Linked DNA regions of Muntiacus reevesi: region 1 is linked to region 2. Evidence: chromatin contacts called from public Hi-C data. All regions are on one chromosome and are shown on one strand. The core of a region is the stretch at or near the end of the contact, and the rest is flanking DNA. Distances in the headings are between cores, read along the strand shown. Region 1 holds the start of ASH2L (ASH2 like, histone lysine methyltransferase complex subunit). Region 2 holds the start of BRF2 (BRF2 RNA polymerase III transcription initiation factor subunit).

Evidence for each region. A called contact is a pair of places that touch in the nucleus more often than the background predicts.
Region 1: a Hi-C map of muscle shows a contact between it and region 2, with 4 times the contacts expected there. The contact joins the promoter of ASH2L here to the promoter of BRF2 in region 2. A contact is called at or near these places in 2 of 3 Hi-C or Micro-C datasets (blood and muscle).

The regions. Positions count from the first base shown.
Region 1 is chr10:74,007,381-74,011,552 of mMunRee1.1, reverse strand. It overlaps ASH2L (ASH2 like, histone lysine methyltransferase complex subunit), which reads right to left and starts at 1,627. Exons shown (of 16, transcript XM_065946606.1): 1 at 1,419-1,627; 2 at 711-777. The coding sequence starts at 1,609.
Region 2 is chr10:73,831,532-73,835,691 of mMunRee1.1, reverse strand. BRF2 (BRF2 RNA polymerase III transcription initiation factor subunit) reads left to right here and starts at 1,586. Exons shown (of 4, transcript XM_065947618.1): 1 at 1,586-1,795; 2 at 2,482-2,541; 3 at 3,463-3,784. The coding sequence starts at 1,642.

The DNA of each region.
Region 1 (4,172 bases), core at 378-2,877, 180 kb before region 2:
CATCAGAGAATCGTGTCAGTTGATCTGATTGTATTTTTGATTCGCTTAAAAACTTAACAAAAACCCAAAAAACCCTTTTGCCTGGAACTGCTGTTTTCCAGTACTTTGCCAAAATGACCAGTGCAAAGGGAGAGAAGAGGGGTACCCCCACATGTTCTCTAGGCCTTTTAGAAAACGTAAGAGCTGCTCCTTTGGCCACATACATGCAAGTCTACAAGAAAGGTAATCTTGTAGATACCAAAGAAAAGGGCACTGTTCAAAAATGAATACCCTACAAAACAAAACTGGAAGAGCTTACAATGCTACCCAGCATGTTGGCATCATTGTAAACAATCAAGTTAAGGGCAAGATTCTTGCCAAGAGAATCTATGTGTATACTGAGCATATTAAGCATGCTAATAGTTGAGACACCTTCCTGAAATGTATGAAGGAAAAGGATCAGAAAAAGAAGGACCTCAAAGAGAAAAGTACTTGAAATGTACTTGGGCTCAAGTGAAGCGCCAGCCTGCTCCACCCAGAAAAGCACACTGGGTGAGAACCAGAGGAAAGAAGTCTGAACTGTTGGAGCCCATTCCCTATGAATTCACAGAATCATGGATGTAAAGAAAACAAAAGACCTGAACTGTAAAAAAAAAAAAAGAAATAAAAAAACATTTAAAAAACCAACCCTATTGACTGTGCGGTGGAAACACTCAAAAAGAAATACTTACAAGTGTATCTTTTCCATTAGAGGATTCTGTCTCCAAGCCACCACTTACATCAACTGAGTTTGCATCCCTGCAAAACAAGGAAGAAATTTCAGAAGAAAACCTGAAAACGCCTATTTCCAAAGATGATGATCCAAGTACAGCTGAACTTCACATCCCTACTCTTTTTCAGCCAAGCCAATGCTCAGACCGGATGCCCAGCATTAGGAAGGCGGCGGCCAAGATGAAGTAAAGCCCGTGGGGCACAAGGAAACCTTACCGGCCCTTGCAAAGAAGTCTACAGAGGACAGAACTGGTCCCTGGGGAGGTTCGCAGAGCTGCCCCTCTCCCTCTGTTTTCAGAGGAACCAATACTCCTTCCAGCCTGGCAGTACAAAGTGGTTTCCCTCTCTGGGAATTTTGAAGGGTCCCTGCTAAAAAAACAAAAAAAAGGCCGGGGGGAGGGGGAGCTACCAGCCCCCTGCCGGGGGTCCTAGGGCCGGGAAGGACGCCGAGAAACCGGGAAAGGTGTGCAAAGGGGCGTAGCCTAAGATACGATTCACAGGGGACCGGTCGAGCGGCGGGCGGGACGAAGGCCCCGGAGAAGGCAGGGCGAGCCGTTGGCCGCCAAGCCTAGGTTCGGAGCGGAGTGCTCACGGGAGCCGCGGGATTCCGACGGGGACCGGCCTCCCGCCCCCCACCCCCGTCTTCCTCGGGCCGCAGGGTGCCTTACCCGCTTTCGGCCTCTCCGGAGCCGGGCTCCGCGGAGACTGGAGCAGCAGACGTCCCCTCTCCGGCCGGAGCGGCCGCTACGGCTGCTGCCGGTTTCGTCTCCCCTTCTTCTGCCGGTGTTGCATTAGCAGCTGCTGCCGGCCCGGGTGCTGCGCTCACTCCCGGTCCGGGTCCGCTTCCCGCCGCCGCCATCACTGCCGCCTTCTAGACTTCTCGCGAGAATACTGCGTCCTTCTCACGCGAGTTGCTCACCTTCAAACAGTAAAGGACTCACGGTGGGTCCGCCGTCTGCGTGGGGAAGGCTCTCTCCAAGCCCGCTTTAAGGGCGGGCGGAGGTGGGCGGGACCTGGAGGCTGGAGAGCTACAAACGCAGCCCGCAGAAGGCGGTCGGGGTTTGTTGGTTTTCTTTGAGGACGCAGTTCGTATCAGAGTGGACGCAGCGCATTTTCGTGGCCAAGATTGCAAGTCACCGCGCAGATGAGGCACCCTGAGAGCGCTGGCGACCTAGAGGCTCTGGACGCTGTGTTGTGTTCTGCAAGCGCCCGTCGCCGTTAGAGGTGGAACATGCCTTCCCGCCCCAGGAGTTTGCTGTAGTATATTGTCCCCCTGATCTGCCACTTTGAGCAGGTTTCCTAGTGACATCTACAGATGGGCGCCTGGACTGAATCCCAGAGCCCCATCTACGCCGGGGAGGGGACGTGGATGGAGTCCCCAGGCGGAAAAAGTCGGAAGCACTGTGTTCCCGAAGCTGCAAGCTTAATATCGTTAAGAGGAGAAAGTGAAGCTTGAGTGTTAAGGTGCTGGAGGACTTATGAATATAGAGAAATTTGGTCCTTAGAGAAAGGGACAGGTAATGGGCCAAAGATAAGAACTTGAGGAATCAACGACAGTGCAGGTGAGGTCGATGGAATGAGCGGAGTCATTCGGAGCCATGGTATCCAAACTCCTGGAAGTATTAGAGCCAGGACATCTTTCAGGAAATCAGTGTTTACATCGTAATTCCTAAAAAGCCTAAAGATACACCTTTCCCCCTCGTTTTTACACTTTCACTTCCACTTTTCTACTCCTTTACAAAAGAAAGGCATACACGGAATCCAGTCTGACTGCGATGTATTGTTCCAGGCTGTGAAACCTCTGGGACACCACACACAAGAACAGTTGGGAATACATAGATATTTTTATTTCTAATTTCTTCCCAATTTCTTGCTTTTAACAAAATTGAAGGAGTAACTAATTGATAGATACTACTGGCTGATATAGATTATTTTTCTTTTTTTTTTATATAGATTATTTTTCAAACTGTTGGTGACACATGCTACAAATAGGTGAAACTTTAAGAAGAAACAATAATTGCACAAATTATCTCCCCCCTAATATTTATTATAGTGGCAATTTTAACATATAGCCACAAAAATCTTTGATACCTCCTTCCTCCAGCAAGTAGAATTTGAATTATTCAGTCCCTCGAGTGTTTGCAAGCGACTTAGTGCCTTGCTTCTAAAACAGAACGTGGAGAAGGAGAATAGTAGTTTTTCACAGTGGGGAAACGCAGACATCTCTTTAACCAAGTGGTCAAGGTTAACACCAGTGGGTGAAGTCATGTTGTTATCAGTTATCCCCTGATGTGAGGCAATGGAGAACTCTACTTCATCTCTGGAAGTCTTTGCAAAATTCACAACCCCAGACTAATCAAGAGAAAACATCAGTCCAAGACAAATTGAGACCTTCTTGAAAATACATAACCAGTATACCTCAAAACTGTGGACATTATGAAAGACAAGGAAAGACTGAGAAACTCACAGATGGGAGAAGACCAAGGAGACATGACGATTATATACAAGTGGGATCCTGGATTGTATTCTGGAACTGAAAAGGGACATGAGTGGAAAAATTGGTGAAATCTGAATAATAAAGTCTGTAGTTAAATGATAAGTATTATAACAACTTTATTTTGTTCCCTGTACTGTGCTTTAAGATACTGACTGTAGGGGAAGCTGGATTATATGGGGGACCTCTTTTGAACTATCTTTGCAACTCTAAAATTAATTGAAAATTTAAAGTGATTGGTGGGGGCAGAATCCACATTGCAGTGGATTGAGAAATGAGTAGAGGACTAGAAGTAGACATAGGTGTGCAGATGAATCTTTCCACTTTTTTCCTGATGCATTTTATTTCTATAAAGAAAAGACCTGAGTTAATACAGCAAAGTGTCAACATCTGTCAGATTTGTTTGCGTCTTACACGATTCCCTGCACTGTCTCAGTGGGTTTGAAATAGTCCCTAAATACATGTTTGGCTCTAAAGGAGCGAGAACAATTAGATGGTATGAAGGAAATGCAGAGTTGAGGCAGACAGTAGACTGTTGAAACAGCTTTACTCATCACTGGGAAGGGGGAGGTTGAAAATATAGGAGGCATGGTGGTTGATGGAGCAGCTTTGTGAAGAAAGTGGGTGCAGAGTTAAGTGAACTGGCAGAGATGGAGAGGTTATTCTTGATGGCAAGGAGGGACTCCATCTCGTGAGACTGGAGGGAAGAAGGGGCAGTGGAATAAGAATGCCATTTCTAATGAGGGGAACAGGAGACCAAGGGAAAATATTGTTGGCTGAACTCTGAGCCTATACATCTTCTGTGGCTTCCATTTCTGTCTTCCAACATACATAAAACAGCAAAGATGAAAGGAAACATTTGGAGTTTTCGGTTTTGCCTTGCAGGTAAAACAGAGTTTGGGGTACAATCATAGACAATAGAAAGCAG
Region 2 (4,160 bases), core at 337-2,836:
TATTTTTCAGACACAATTGATTCTAAAACTTTCAAGTGTTAAAAAACATTTATTTATTTATGTATTTATGCCACACGACATGGCTTGTGGAATTTTGGTTCCCTTGAAAGAGGAAACAGACAGAACAGGCTCCCTCTTGAAAGCAGGACTCCATCTTGGGCCGGACTGTGGACTTTGAGCTCTATGCCCAGTATCTATGGAAACGACAGACGAACTGGAAAACCAGGCCCCCTGGATGGAAGAGCACCAGGGCTCATACCTAGACTCTCTGTTGCCTAAAAGAATACCCTAATTATCTGGGTAACTGAATAGAATCATACATTCTATTGTGCTTATTGGGGTATGACCACAGGCCTATTGATAATTGTCCACTGTTAACTAGGCTTAAGGCATATGAATCACGGGTTAACTTTGATTGTATCTTTCTTTTCCTTTGTTCAGTCTAGTTTCAGGGAATTTGGGGAGGTGGGTTTGGGCATGTACACTTAGGGTACATAAGGTTTTCAGAAAAACTGGTAGGGTCCTTGGCTAAGAGGAGACTCCGCCTTGGGCCCACCTGTGTAATAAACTGCACTCCACTATCTGCATTGTCCTTCTGAGTGAGTTTGTTTTCCAGAATGCGTGGCTACAACACCCTGGCCAGGGACTGAACCTGGGCCCTCAGCAGTGAAGGCACAGGGTCCTAACTACTGGGCTACCAGGGAATTCCTGAAAACCTTTATTCTTGATGAATGCAATCGGGATTTACTTATGAGAAAACACACACTCTTTGCTGACATTTAAGTTATATTCAAATATGACATACAAAATCTCTCACTTGTGAGCTTGGTTTCTGGAACATCACTAGAGGCGCACTTTTGCTCAATTCTTTGATCTATACTATACCATGCCAGGAACTTCGGAGCTAGAATCTTGGAGCATTCTAAAGCTTAAGGTTTTAAAAACATCTCAATCTGCTTAAACTCTTCACACTGCCAAGGGCCTCACCAACCCCCATATTCTTTCTCTCCAACTCCCTTAGACATTCTTTGCCTACTCTCTGGAAGCATCCCAGGTTGTCACTCTGGATTTTAATTCAACTCCCTCATCCTACAGGGGAGAAAAACAAACTGCAAAGAGAGGAAACAACGTGATTGAAGGGAAGCTGCTCTGGAAAGGACACAATTTCCTGCTCTCTCAATACACTACTCTCCCTCTTAGGCCACAAATTTTGTACTATGGCCAGAATCAACATTTGTTACCAAAGAGAAAAGGAGAATCTGAGATACCCTTGGCGCTTTAGAAGGAAGAGTTGTTTGTGGCTGGCAACAATTTTTTGTTTGTTACGCGCGTCCGGGGCGGTAGAAAGCTCACTCAAGAGTAACCCCGAGCCTAGACAGCCAACCTCAAACTAAGTACAGATCGCGGGGAATCCGAAGATACAGTCCTGTCAGGAACCTCCTTTCCTCGATCACGTTTCTACCCGAGTCCGCAGAGAATGGACCGGAAACCGCAGAGGAGGTACCAACAGTACGGCTGCTACGCTAGCCGGAAGAGGAAGGTGCAACCCTATAAGACTCCGCTCCTACTTCCTGCTTCGGCACAGTTGCTGTTGAGGGCGGTAGGGGCGGTTAGCAGCCTAGTCTCTGGACCGCTGGTGCGATGCCGGGTAGAGGCAGCTGTCCCGATTGCGGCTCCGCTGAGCTCGTGGAAGACTCGCACTATTCCCAGAACCAGCTCGTGTGCTCCGACTGCGGCTGCGTGGTCACCGAGGGCGTTCTTACGACCACCTTCAGTGACGAGGGCAACCTCCGAGGTACCTGTGAGGGCTTTTCCAGGGCCGTGGATACAGCCTGGGGCGATGGAGGGATTGACGTCAGATGCTTCTTATCTCTTGCCCTCTCCCAGTCATGAGCACATTTAGATATGGGAGAAAACAGGGAAAGTGAACGAGTGAACTGCAGGTCAGGGGCTGCCATTATGTTTTCTTAGCAGCATATCTGTTACATGTAGATGTTAACGTTGAATAAATGAAACAGAAAAACAAAATTCCACTCAGTTTACCTAGTCTGCCTATTTGGAAGCATTATATCAATAGGTCAATGCTGTGCGAATGCGGGAGATACTACTACCCTGAAGCAGTTTGGAAAACTAATCGGCAAAAACTTTTTTCTTTTTTTCATTTGTGTTCCAAGTCCCTGACCAGTGCAACCCTCACAATCTACAGGCAGGAAAATTGCCTGAATTGAATGTACGGGAGGGGTGGCTGGAAATTTAGAACTGTTTTAGTGCCAATCCTAATCTTCAGCCTTCTGTGTATTTGGAATTGCTTGTGGTCATAGAAAACCAGATGGACCTTTTACCTGCAAAGATGAGCACCTTCTGTGAGACAGGGAATGGGTACCTGATGATTTGGATTCTGCTCCCTGGTTTTGTGTGGTGAGAGGGCAGGGGTCCGTGAACAGAGACTCAACAAGCTGTTTGTTGTCCATTATCTTACAGAAGTAACATATTCTCGAAGCACCGGGGAGAATGAACAAGTTAGTCGAAGCCAGCAGCGAGGTGAGAATCAATGTTTTATGACACAGTGGCTTTAAAGAAAATTCTCCTTATGGTCCAGCTCGTCTGCTTGTCTTTTCTGTTTCCAGCATTACTGTGTAAAGGTAGAGAAGAAGAGAATGATAATTAGAAGTAAAGGATGGAGGTGGTTCTAGGAGAGGTAGCAATTAGGTGGAAGATTTAAGTCTGCTTGGGTATATTTGAGGTAGATTTGAGGAACCCAGGTCAAAGCTTGGTCACAAATCAAAACCAAGCTGCAAAAGATGAGGCAGTGAAGTATTGACTGCTTTCCACAAATGTCTTTGTGCTTTTCAAATGGCTTTACCAAGTGTCACTCTTATCATTGTAGAAAGATCCATTATTTGTGCATGTGGTATTCAAGGTGAGTTTAACAGAACTTGCTGGGAGCCCTTTTGACTCCTTCATGTATAATATCATGTCATCTGCAAACAGTGATGGTTTTACTTCCTTTCTAATTTAGGTTTCTTTTATTTTTCCTCTCTGTTTGCTATGACTAGACCTTCCAAAGTTATGTTGAATAAAATTGACGAGTGTGGGCATCTTTGTCTTGTTCTTAATCTTATAGGAAATGCTTTCAGCTTTTCACCATTGAGGATGATGCTAGCGTTAGTTTGTCATATATGACCTTTATTATGTGTTGTCTCCTCTAGACCCACATTCTGGAGAGATTTTTTTTTTAAATCGTAAATGGATGTTGCATTTTATCAAAAGCTTTTTCTGCATCTATTGAAATGATCATATGGTTTTTATTCTTCAGTTTGCTCATGTGGTGTATCACACTGATTGAGTTAGGGATATTGAAAAATCTTTGCATCCTTGGGTAAAATCCCACTTGATCAAATTGTCTGGTACTGTTAACGTATTGTTGGGAACCCCTCTAACTCCTGCCGCGGGTTTTCCTAGGTCTTCGCCGAGTGAGGGACCTCTGTCGAGTGCTGCAGCTGCCACCAACATTTGAGGATACGGCAGTTGCCTACTACCAGCAGGCGTACCAGCACGCTGGCATCCGCACGGCAAGGCTGCAGAAGAAGGAGGTGCTGGTTGGTTGCTGTGTCTTAATCACCTGCCGGCAGCGAAACTGGCCCCTGACCATGGGGACCATCTGCACCCTGCTGTATGCAGATTTGGATGTGTTTTCTGGAACCTACATGCAGATAGTGAAGCTCCTGGGGCTGGACGTGCCATCTCTGTGCTTGGTGGACCTGGTGAAGACCTACTGTAGCAGGTACGTGCCTGGCGGGAGACACGGGGGTGGGACGGGTGTAGACCCGAATCCTTTTAACTCCGGTTGTCTCTTTTTGACCAAAGTCCATTCTACGAGGATGTGGGGAAAAAAACCTTTTCTCCTCCTCCCGTGCCTGGCACTGGTCGGGTGAATCCCGTTTTACGTTTCTAGAATGTTGTATCATTTTCAGATCCCTTTGCTGTCACAGCAGCCTGATGCTGTAGGGAGGTTAAGTATCAGCTTTGGCACGGGGCTTCTGGGTTCTACCACTCAGGTCGGCTTGATTAAATGCCACAGCCCTGCCTCAGCGCGATCACGTTGTGTGTGATTAGAGCTGAGAGAGTATGAGCAAGCTGACAGAGCTGGACCTAGAAGC